Regions from separate parts of the Oryctolagus cuniculus genome. Here region 2 is linked to region 1. The links are chromatin contacts, called in public Micro-C maps. All regions are on one chromosome and are shown on one strand. The core of a region is the stretch at or near the end of the contact, and the rest is flanking DNA. Distances in the headings are between cores, read along the strand shown.

Region 1 (5,275 bases), core at 821-3,320:
TACTTTTGAGCACCCCTAGATCCTAGAAGCACAGCCACGATTATTCACGCATTCTGTGGAACTCACCAACCCAAGTCCATTCCTCTCGCCATCTATCCCACTTCAGGCAAAGGCACCTGCAGCCACACAGCCCACAGGCCAGACGCTGTCCCAAAGGCTTTTCCCTGGACTCTGCAATGATGGCTTCTTCTTCACTCTGTGATCTCAAGTGTCACCTCCTCCAGGAAGCCCTCCCTGACCACCTACTTTAAAGAAGCCCCCGTGTTTCCACAGCAGACTCCCAAACACGTCTGCACCTGGAATCACCTCAGGGGAGAGGGGTTTCAAGCATACTGACACCTGGGAGTCACCCCCACGATTACATGGGCTGTTGTTGGGGCCGGTGCTGTGGGGTAGCGGGCAAAGCCACCACCTGCAGTGCCAGCATCCCACATGGGCGCCGGTTCAAGTCCTGGCTGCTCCACTTCCAATCCAGCTCTCTGCTGTGGCCTGGGAAAGCGGTGGAAGATGGCGCAAGACCCAGAAGAAGCCTCTGGCTGCTGGCTTCAGATCACCATGGCCATGGCTCTGGCCATTGTGGCCATCTGAGGAGTGAACCAGTGGATGGAAAACACCTCTCTCTCTCTCTCTCTCTCTCTCTTTCTCTCCACCTTTCAAATAAATCAATGTAAAAAAAAAAAAACCTGGGCTATGATTAAATTGTCTTGTGTTCAGCCTGGGCTTTGGAATTCAAAACAAAGCAACCCAGGCGATTCTAAGGTGAGACCAGTGTGGGAAGCACTGCTCTAACACACCGCTGTGTTTTAGTTCTTGTATAAGGCCAGTGAGAAACAGAGGCCTGCTCACCCCGTAATCAAGTCCAAGGTCCCGGACTCAGAGCCACCTGTGAACCCCCAGATGCAAGACTGTACCTATATGTGCTCACTTAACCCTCACAGCAATCCTCGGGGACCCCCACTTTACAGATCGAGAAATCAAGGCACACAGAGGCCAAATAATAACTTCCGAAGGTGAACAGGCAGCAAATGACAGGGCCAGGACCTGAAGCCAGGGTTGGAGTCTGCCTCTGCGGAGCCTGCGTAAGTGCTGACCCCCGGATGAATGGCTTAGCCCCTGCCCACTCACTCGTCAGTCCCCCCGCTGTCCAGCCCCTGCACTGTGCCCTCCCAGTATTTCCGGAGCATGCTCACATCCCTCTGCCTGGGGAGCGCCCGTCTCATCTGGCTCTCTGCCCTGAGGCCCAGAGGTCTCCGAGTGTCCACGCTTGTCTGCTCTCCATGCAGAGTGGGGAGACCCACGTGGCCCAGCAGGTCAAGCCGCAGCCTGGGATGCCCGCATCCCCGTCAGGGTGCCCAGCTTGAGTCCCAGCTGCTCTGCCTCTGATCCAGCTTCCTGCTAGTGCACACCTGGGAAAGCAATGGAGCATGACCCAAGTACCTGGGTTCCTGCCACCCACGTGGGAGACCCAGATGGAGTTGCTGGCTCCTGGCTTTGGCCTGGCCCAGCCCTGGCTGTCGTAGGCATTTGGGGAGTGAACCAGTGGATGGAAGATGTATCTCTCTCTCTCTCCCCCCCCCCCTCTCTCTTTCCCCATTTCAACTAAACACAGACATCTTCAAACACACACACAGTACGCAGCGGCTGCCCATCACACTTGGAACCAAAGCCTGCTGCCTTGCCCAGGCCTTCGAGGTCTGGACCCATCCAATCACTGCAAACCTCAGAGCCCGTCTCATCGTGTGTCTTTGCCAGCCGGCCAGCCCTTCTTCACTTCCCGCGCCTGCCAACCTCAGCGCCTTGGCACAAACTCCTAGGCACCCTGGAAGGCACCCTCGGGAGCCTGGTCAGGGAAACTTCTCTAGGGACACTGGACGCCCAGACCGCTGGCCCTCCCCACCCTGGAGCTGACCGGGGTGAGAATGCACTACTGTCGGGTTTCCTGGCTCCGCTCAGGGCCCCCTGAGGACAAGCGCAGGGTTCAAGGCTGACCACATGGCTTTCCCCCGGCTCCAAGCCCAGCGGCCGCCGCCAGGGGGCGCCCAACCACCTCGGCTGAGCGGATGGATGGCTGGAGGGAGAGCTGGGAGGTGGGTGACCGAGCGAACAAAAACACTGACACAGTAGGAGTCCCTGTGCTCTAGAGCGGCTACAGCGTGCGCCACGGACAAGGGAGCGTCCACCCTCCCAGAGCCCCCACCACCACCCCGGTCCCTGTCCCCTTTCCCAGGCAAGGCCACTGGGCGGGGCTCCCGGGGCCCGGCTGCGTGACGTCGCCGAGGGGGCGTGTCCGGAGCCAGCCTTCGCGTGCTGATTGGTGGGCGCGAGGCGGCGCCGGCCACCGCCCTCGCTGCTGGCGTCGAAGCGGAGACCGCGGGAGAGCCCGGGAGTGCGGCCCAGCCACCGCGTAGCCGCGCCGGCTTCAGTGCGCCGGCGTCGCCCGGGGCCGCCCTCCGGGAGCCGGCGAGGCGGAAGTGGGCCCTCGGAGGGGCCGTACGCTGCGGCCGCAGGGCTCCCCACCGCGGGCGGGCGGAGCGAGCGGCTATTTCGGGGGCTCTGAGCTCAGCGAGGAAAGTCCCAGAAGCAGCCCCACCCGTCCCGCCCCTCTGCCCGACACCTCAGAGAGGTGTGGGGCGGTGTCTGTTGGTCCTGGGTCCTCAGCCCGAGCCTGTTGGCGCTGAGCCGGAGGCCGCCCTCCGGAGCCCAGTCCGCTCCTCTGTGATGAGGCGATGTGTGGAACGCCCGGCGCTGCACCTGCGGCGCGGCGCGGCCCGGCTCGGGGGTGCGGGGCTCTTGCCCTCCGACGCTGATCCTGCCCTGCCAGTGCTTTGCCCCGTGACCTAGGGCCATGGGGGTTGAAGCTTGGGGGCCTAGGCTGTGAGAATCGCCCTTCCTCGAGGCTAAGACCTCCAGAGTCACTCCTGGGGTCCTGCGGGGCGGGGGCGAGGGCTGCACTTTGTACTTTCGGCAGTTCCCCCTCCCCTTTTTATTTTGCCCACAGGCTCCCATCCCCCAGCTCTGGGTCCTGCAGCCTGGGCACTGGGCTTCCCTGAGGTTCCTCTGACTGGAAGCTTCCAGTCTCCGAGATGGCGCTAATAAGCAAGTGTTTAAGCCGGCTGGGCTCTCCAACGGCGCTTTGGGTCTTAGGATCGGCAGCGATTTTTTTTTTTTTTTAAGATTTATCTATTTATTTGAAAGTCCGAGTTACAGAGAGGAGCAGAGACACAGAGAGGAGCCAAGATCTTCCATTCGCTGGTTCACTCTCCGAATGGGGACAAAGGCTGGGTCTGGGCCAGGCAGAAGCAGGGAGCCTAGAAGTCCATCTGGGTCTCCCACGTGGGTGCAGGGGCCCAAGGACTTGGGTCATCTGCTGCTGCTTTCCCAGGCACATGACCAGGGAGCCGGATCAGAAGTGGAGCAGCCGGGACTCGAACCACTGTCCAGGTGGTTTGCTGACACTGCAGGCAGTGAGGTGCCAGCCCCTCCTCCGTTCCTGTAATGCACACCCTGAGAGGCAGCAGTGATGGCCCAAGTGCTTGGGTCCCTGCCAATCACACGGGAGACCTAGTGGAGGTCCAGGCTCCTGGCTTCAGCATGACCCACCCCTGGCTGTTGTGGGCGTTTGGGGAGATGGAAGATAATCTCACTCTGTCTCTGCCTGTCAAATGAAAAAAAAAAAAAAAGAAAAGAAAAGAAAACAACGCATGGTGCTGGGAAGTAAGAAGGAACTGCAAGGTGTCCGGCGCGTAACAGATCTTCCCAGGCAGACGAATCAATTAATTCACAGGCTTTTATTGGGGTTCCGCTCCCGGGCGAGGGTCCCTGGCCCCAACAGAGCAACAGAGCGGGGGGCCGGGGAAGTCGCACATCGGAGATTGGGAGAGCTCCTTTTATAGATTCAGGGCATGGGGGTTAAAGGTTGAGGCGGGTCTGATCCTCACTGGTGGACCTTTAGGCACCTGCAGGGACCTTGACAAGGACTTTTCTTCCCGGGAAATACAGGCCTTTCCTCCATGCGGTTCCCAAAGCTACCAGGAACATCCAGGGAGAGCTTTCTTCATTCCTTCCGAGCGAGCGTGGGTCACTCTCCGGGCCGTGGCCCCTCAGCGAGACCCCCCAGGCCATGGCTGTGTCTCCACGCTCTGCCAAGCCTCCTCTCCTCTCGTGGCCGGGCTCTAGTCAGACAGAGCTGCCCAAAGCTCTCTTTCCCCTCTGCCTGTGTCTGCACACACAATTCCCCCTGTTGGGACCACGCCTACCCTGCCCCGTGGTCACCTCACCTCGCACCTGGCTAATTCCTTAATCTTGTCCCTTTGATGAGAAGATGGATTCTGACCCCTAAGATGGGTCCCTGTGCAGGTGAGGACCCGGAGTACCTCCCGACCTCAGCCACGCCTCCTTCCTCCCCTCTGTCCATGCTGAACTTTGACCTTGAAGATACCTGCCTTGCCTGTCTCTGGCCTTTGCACGTGCTGCTTTCTCAGACCCAACAAAGAGGCTCCGTGGCCAGCACACGCTTTCTTGGCATTATTTACGGGAGGGTAAGGATGCCTTGTCACTTTGCCCACCCATGACAACCATGGGCACAGGTCTGGCTGGCCCAAAGTCCATTTGCAACAGGGCTTCATTGAAGGAAGGGGTGGGTGACCCTCTACTCGAAGCCTGGCCAGTCTCTGCTCACAGAGCTGCGGAGACAGGAGTGCCTGTCTTTTTTTTTTTTTTTTTTTTTTTTTTTTTACGATTTATTTATTTATTTGAAAGTCAGAGTTACACAGAGGCAAACAAGGGGGGGTGGTTTCCATCCACTGGTTCACTCCCCAAATGGCCGCAATGGCCAGAGTTGTGCTGATTCGAAGCCAGGAGCTTCTTCTTGGTCTCTCACGAGGGTGCAGGGGCCCAAGGACTTGGGCCATCTTCTACTGCTTTCCCAGGCCATAGCAGAGAGCTGGATGGGAAGTGGAGCAGCCAGGACTGCAGGCGGCGGCTTTACCTGCCACGCCACAGTGCCGGCCCCAGGAGTGCCTGTCTTGAAGCAGCCCTCTCCAGGTGCCCTGAGAGGGCCTCCAGCTCCTCATCACCCTGCCCAGTGCCCAAGGGGTTTCCTGGACTGAAGCCCGGACAAGACGTGTACCTTGTCTGAGGTGCATGGCGCAGAGCCAGGCCCTGCTGCCCTGTCCTGGGAGCCTGTGCAGGCTGGCCTGGCCCCAGCGGGGTCTGAGATGTCGGCCCTGGCCGAGTCACCCACTGCCTGGCTCCCAGTGTCGGCCTGGAACCCACC
Region 2 (5,275 bases), core at 1,664-4,163, 50 kb after region 1:
CCTCCCCCAGGTCCCTCACCACCTCCGGCAGGAACAAAGCTGACCTTTGCCCTCTGGCCTCTGGCCTCCCCTCCCACACCCCCTGCCCCAGAGGGAGGAGCTGTTTGAAGTCTGGGCTGCAGCTGGGGTTTCCGGTTGCCTGGAAGAATGCGGGAGGACTGCACAGTGGAGGGAGGGGGCCGGCTGGGAGGAGGGCTGAGGAGCCTGGGGGCCTTAGGCCCCACTGTACCACAACGAGGAAGCTTCCTGCTTCTGCGGTATCTTGGGCCCTGGCTCGGACCTGTTCGCTTCCAAAGCAGAGAAAAACCAGGGCCATGGTGGCTCTGGGCCCAGGGACTTCTTCCTCCTGGAGCCCCAGCTCAGCGGTGCAGGACAGCCCAGTAGCTCTGTAGGGCTGCTTGCCTCTGGGGACGTGGCCCTCTGCAGCGCCCTCAGGTCCCCCCGAGGCAGCCCCCTAGCTACAACTTCCGTATTCAGGCAGCAGCCTGTCCCTTCCCAAGGCTCACCGCCTTCTGCCCTCTCCACGAGGCCCAGGGCCGGGCTGCAGGCTGCTGTGACCTCCCAGTTATTGTCATTATTATTATTATTATTATGACTCAATGTTTCCTCCTCATGCCCTTGCTGGTTTTCAAAGTGCGGTCACGTCCATGTGCTCAGTTAGTCTCCGCAGCTCCGCCCCCATCTTCCACGCGGGGAGACCCAGACTGAGGTGAAGGAACCAGCAGCAACAGCGGGTTCAAGAGCAGGTCTGCCTGGCTCCTCGCCTGTGCGGTCTCCAAAGCCGGGGGCCCCACAAGTTTATCTCGCGGCTCTCACGGATACTTCCCCGGATCTGGCTCTACCACCTGCTGCGTCCCATGACGCAGAAGTGGTTGGAGCCGGCTAAGCCCAGAAAGGGCTGATGCAGGCTCTTCTAGAATCCGGGTCCCCTCCCTGCAGTCAGTCGCCTTTCAGGATCCTGCCTTCCCAGCCGCCCTGCTGGCCCGCAGATGCAGACATTAGACAGTAGGTGGCAGCAGCAGTCCACAAGAAGACTCGGCTGGAGTTTGGGGAGACCCCAAAAGCAATTTGAAGAGGCTGGGGGAGAAAGACCAGCCCCCAAGTAACAGGGAACCTCTACAGGGCTTGGTTCCCAGTGCCAGTCAACAACTTGGGGGCTAACGGCACCCATATATTCCGGGGACGGGGCAGGTGACCAGCAAGGGGGAGGGGGTGGGAGGGGCATGCTTGAAAAACCCTAAACTTCTATTCCCCTCTCATTTGTGGAGCTGGCCCCTCCCGTGCCTTTCCCAAACTCACCTTCATCCCAAATAACCTGGACGCCATACCTCCCGGAAGCCATCCTGTATTGGCTTATCCCATCTCACTGCCTCCCAAAACTTGAATTAGACGGAGTCAGGTCCTCACTGCTGGGGCGGGCGGGCCAGGCCTAATGGGCGGGGAGTAGGGGTGGGTAAGAGAGGAACCCAAGCTTCCCGCACCCGCCCCGGTGCCAGGCTCTGTCCTGTGTAGGGCCAGCTAAGGCGAAATGCCAAAGTCTCATCTACTGGTAAGAACTCGAGTCAGGCGATGGAGCTGCAAAGGGCTTCCAATGACATTGACCTGCTTTTGTCACTATCTGGCCACTCACTGCTCCCCGTTCCAGGAGGACAGCTTTGAGTGCAGGGGCTAGCTTGTCTGCGAGAAGCTGCTCCCGGATGGAGCCAGCCGGGCACGGCAGCCACGCTGGCAAGTCGAGGGGTGCACTGGTTGGAATCCTAGACTGCTCCTGTCACTGCCACAGCTCCCCCCACAACAAGAGCCCCTTCACTTCCCACCCCCATCCTCTATTTTGCCCTCTGGGGGTTCCAGATTGTTGAATATGAGGGGCTTGGGAGGAGTGCAGGTGTGGAGAAGATGGTGACCAGGCGAAAGGAGTGAGGGACAGGTGGGCTGAGAACAAAGACATTGTTGGAGGAAGTGCAGACCGGGGCAGCCGCTGGGAGGAGGTGGGACCTGCAGGACCTCTGGACGCCTGTGCCCGGCGGACCTCAGTTAACATTTGCTGAACGGAAGCGCCGGGAAGGGCACACAGAAGCACGGCACGGAGAGAAGCCAGGCACAGCGCATGGAGGAGGGGACCACAGCCACAGCACAATTTCGCCGGGCTGTAGCAGGACGCAGGGGCCCGCGGTGCCTGCGGCAGTTCTTCCGGGGCCGTCCAGCCGCGACAGGCCCTGGGCCGAGCACATTCCCATCTGTGGGTCAGGCCAGGCAGGGGGCCCGCAGCCAGGGGCTGCAGAACAGATGTGACCTGAAGAGGAGGTAGGTGAAAGTGCTGAGCCCAGCCCCGGGCGCAGCAGGAGCTCAGAGCTGTGGAATCTGAATCCTGCTTCCGCGTGGGGCTGTCTGTGGGGTACCCAGGACTTCAGCGCTCTCGCCGCCCTCGGACGTCCAGGAAAACGAGGTGTGGGAGCTCAGAGATAGACGGAGAGGAGGGGTCGCTGGTGCAGGGGACGGGGCTCGCTGGCTCGCGCTAAAGTACGCCACGGGAGACCTTTTTAGAAAGGGAGAGCGCCCCCAAATTGAAGAACCGCTTCTCTCCTCTGCCCCTCCCTTCTAATCGGGACACCCCGGCAAGTCGCAGCCCCGCTGGCTAATCGGCACCCCCCGCCCCGCCCCGACTCCCCGTTCCACTCCCATTCCATTCTCAGGCCCCGCCCCCTTCACTCCCACCCGCAGCCTCCGCCCTAGCCACAGCGCCCAACACGGGGCCCAGAGGCCGCGGGAAGCACCCCGGCCCGTCGGCCACCGCCGGCTCCGCGGCCCCAGGCCCCTGCGCGCACTGTCCCCGCGCGCCGCGGCCGCGCCGTCGGAGCAGCCGCTCGCCCCGCCCGCCGCGCGCGCCGAGCGGCCGGGGCGGGGACTACAAGTCCCGGCGTGCCGCGCGCGCGCTCCCCCCTGGGGTTCCGGATGGTGAGCGGCGAAGGTAAGGAGAGCTCGCAGAGGCAGCGGCGGCGGCGGCGGAGACGGAGAGCGGCAGGCAGGCAGGGCGAGGGCGAGAGACGGAGGGAGGGAGCTAGCGAGGCGGACCAGACAGACAGACAGGCGGGCGGGCAGAGCGAGCCACCCGCTCGCGGCGGAGCGAGCAGAAGGCAGGAGGAGGGAGGGAGGAGGGGGAGGGAGGGAGAGAGGGAATCCAGCTACCACCACCCAAAGCCAGCGTCTGCTTTCTGTCCTCATTTCCTTTTCCCACCCAGCTCGGGGAGCAGAGAAAGGCAGAGCGAGCGCGGAGGGGAGACAGGCAGAGGGACAGACAGACAGCCGGGGAGCGCGGGAGGGCGGAGGGCGGAGGAGGAGGAGCAGGCGGACTGCGCGGGGCGCGTTCCCTCCCAGGTTTGCGCTTGGGGGGGTGGGGCGGGGGTGTCCAGGGCCGACCGAGTGTGTGCGCAGCGGGGGGAGCGAGGGGCGCCGCGAGAGCCAGGAGCGACGAGGCGGGGGGCGCCGCGGACGCGGGGGCCGTGTCCAGCGGAGTTAGCGGCGGAGAATGTGAGCCGAGGCGCGAGCCATGCTGTCAGCGACGGCGGGCGGCTCAGGGCTCCTCCGCGACTCCTCTCCCCAGCAGCCGGGCGCCCGCGTCGCTGCCGCCGCCGGAAGACAGACGCCCCCCAAAGCCCCTCGCCTGGCTCGGACCCACGGAGCCGGCAGCCCTGCACTCCGGTGAGTGGCGCCTCCTCCCCAGCCCCAGACCCCCGCTGGGGACCGGCCGGCTGGGCTCTTTTGTGCAGCGCACCAGGGGGGGCCCCCGCGCCCCCCGGTCCGGTCCGCCGGACCCCGTGGCTGCGGTGCCCGCGGTGCGATCGGTCTTTGTTTCCACCGGGGCCCGCGGCTCGGCTGGGCTCGGCTCGAAGCCTGGCAGGCAGCGCCGGGAAGGGGGAGGGGGAGGTGGACGGGGAGGGGGGGCGGAGAGGGGGGGTTCTCGGGTTTCCTGGCCGCCCCGCGGCTCCCCCGGCTCGGGGGCGAGGTGCGCGCCCAGCGCTGCCGCGCGCCCCCTCCTCCTTCCCCCTCCCTCCGCCTTTGGATTTAAAACTGCAATTTGCTCTCCAGCTTGCTGAGAATGTGGGGGGGGGGGCATGAAGGGGGACCGTGGGAGCGGAGAACAAGGCTGGATTTTAGGATCGGCGCTGGGAAAAGGGGAGACTGCGGAGGGAGGAGCCCCTCCCCTCCAACCCCCAAATCCCAAGGTTCCACTGGCGCTCTGGGAGTTGAGGGGCGGGGACCTAATGACCCGGAGGGGGTGTGGGGCGGAGGAGGGATTTGGGGGCGGCCAGGACCGGAGGGGTTGGGCCGCGTGCCCGGTTACCTGGCGAACAAAGTCGGCTCACTTTTGCATAAATAAATAAATAATCGCCTATCAATGCGTTTCCTCTGGGGCTCTGATTGAATCGGCCCCCTCTTCCCCAGGGGGTGGGGTGCTGAGTGACAGCTGTCAGCCCCCTGGGCCGGGAGCTGGGGGTGAACTGCTGACTCTCCGTGCTTTCTGGCTGTGGGCGCCTTCCCCTACTGGGTCTGGGTCCCCGGGCAGAGCCAGAGGGGCAGGGGGCTGGCTCTCAGTCTAGGAAATAACCTTGTTTCCTGTTCTACAGGAAAAGGGACAGCAACCCAGAGTTCGGGGGCTGGGGATGAGGACTGATGGGAGCTGGGGGGGGTTCCCCAGCAGCCTGACCCCCCAGCCTCCTGCCAGGCGAAGGGGCCAGCTGAGGGAGGAAGGATGTGGGCCTTGCTGGCCGGAGGCGGGATCTGGGGCTGTCCCTGAGGCGGGCAGCGGGCACAGAGCGGGAGGAGGGAGAGAGAGAGAGAGAGGAGAGAGAGAAGCGGGGGCGGGGGCGGGAATTCTCTACCGCAGACCCTGGGGGCCAGGGCCAGATGTGGAGGGGTGGGGAGGCTCCCCTCCCTCCCAGCTTGGGGGCCCTGGGGCTGGGCTGGGAGGGGCTGAGCCTGGTGCCCTTGGTTCTGCACCAGTGCCTGACTGGCAGGGCCAGCTGAATTTGGGCCCAGGCGTCACCCTGGGAGGCAGGGCTGGGCTGCACCAGCCTGGTCCCTGAGCACAAGGAGCGACCCTTGGGGGGCCCGTGCCTGTCTGGCCCGGCAGGCGTTTCCCGCCGGACCAGTTGGTGTCAGGCGGGACTTGGCCCCGGCTCCCTAGGCTGAGCTCAGGGTGTGAGGACAAGCTTTGCCTCCGGGTCAGGGTGGCCACATTTTGTCCGCTGCTGCTGCTGCTGCTGCCGCCGCCGCC

Evidence for each region. A called contact is a pair of places that touch in the nucleus more often than the background predicts.
Region 2: a contact with region 1 is called in a Micro-C map of ear pinna, with 2.5 times the contacts expected there. The contact joins the promoter of AHDC1 here to the enhancer-like site in region 1. A contact is called at or near these places in 5 of 6 Hi-C or Micro-C datasets (ear pinna, embryonic fibroblasts, psoas muscle and 2 more).

The regions. Positions count from the first base shown.
Region 1 is chr7:143,918,836-143,924,110 of mOryCun1.1, forward strand. No RefSeq gene overlaps it. Among named protein-coding and RNA genes, the nearest start is that of FGR, 22 kb to the right of the region's middle. Within about 2 kb of position 2,071, at least 4 of the 8 cell types and tissues checked have an H3K27ac peak or open chromatin away from gene starts, as enhancers often do. A contact at or near this core is called in ear pinna, where this site is marked.
Region 2 is chr7:143,968,000-143,973,274 of mOryCun1.1, forward strand. It overlaps AHDC1 (AT-hook DNA binding motif containing 1), which reads left to right and starts at 2,914. Exons shown (of 7, transcript XM_070079004.1): 1 at 2,914-2,968; 2 at 3,602-3,699.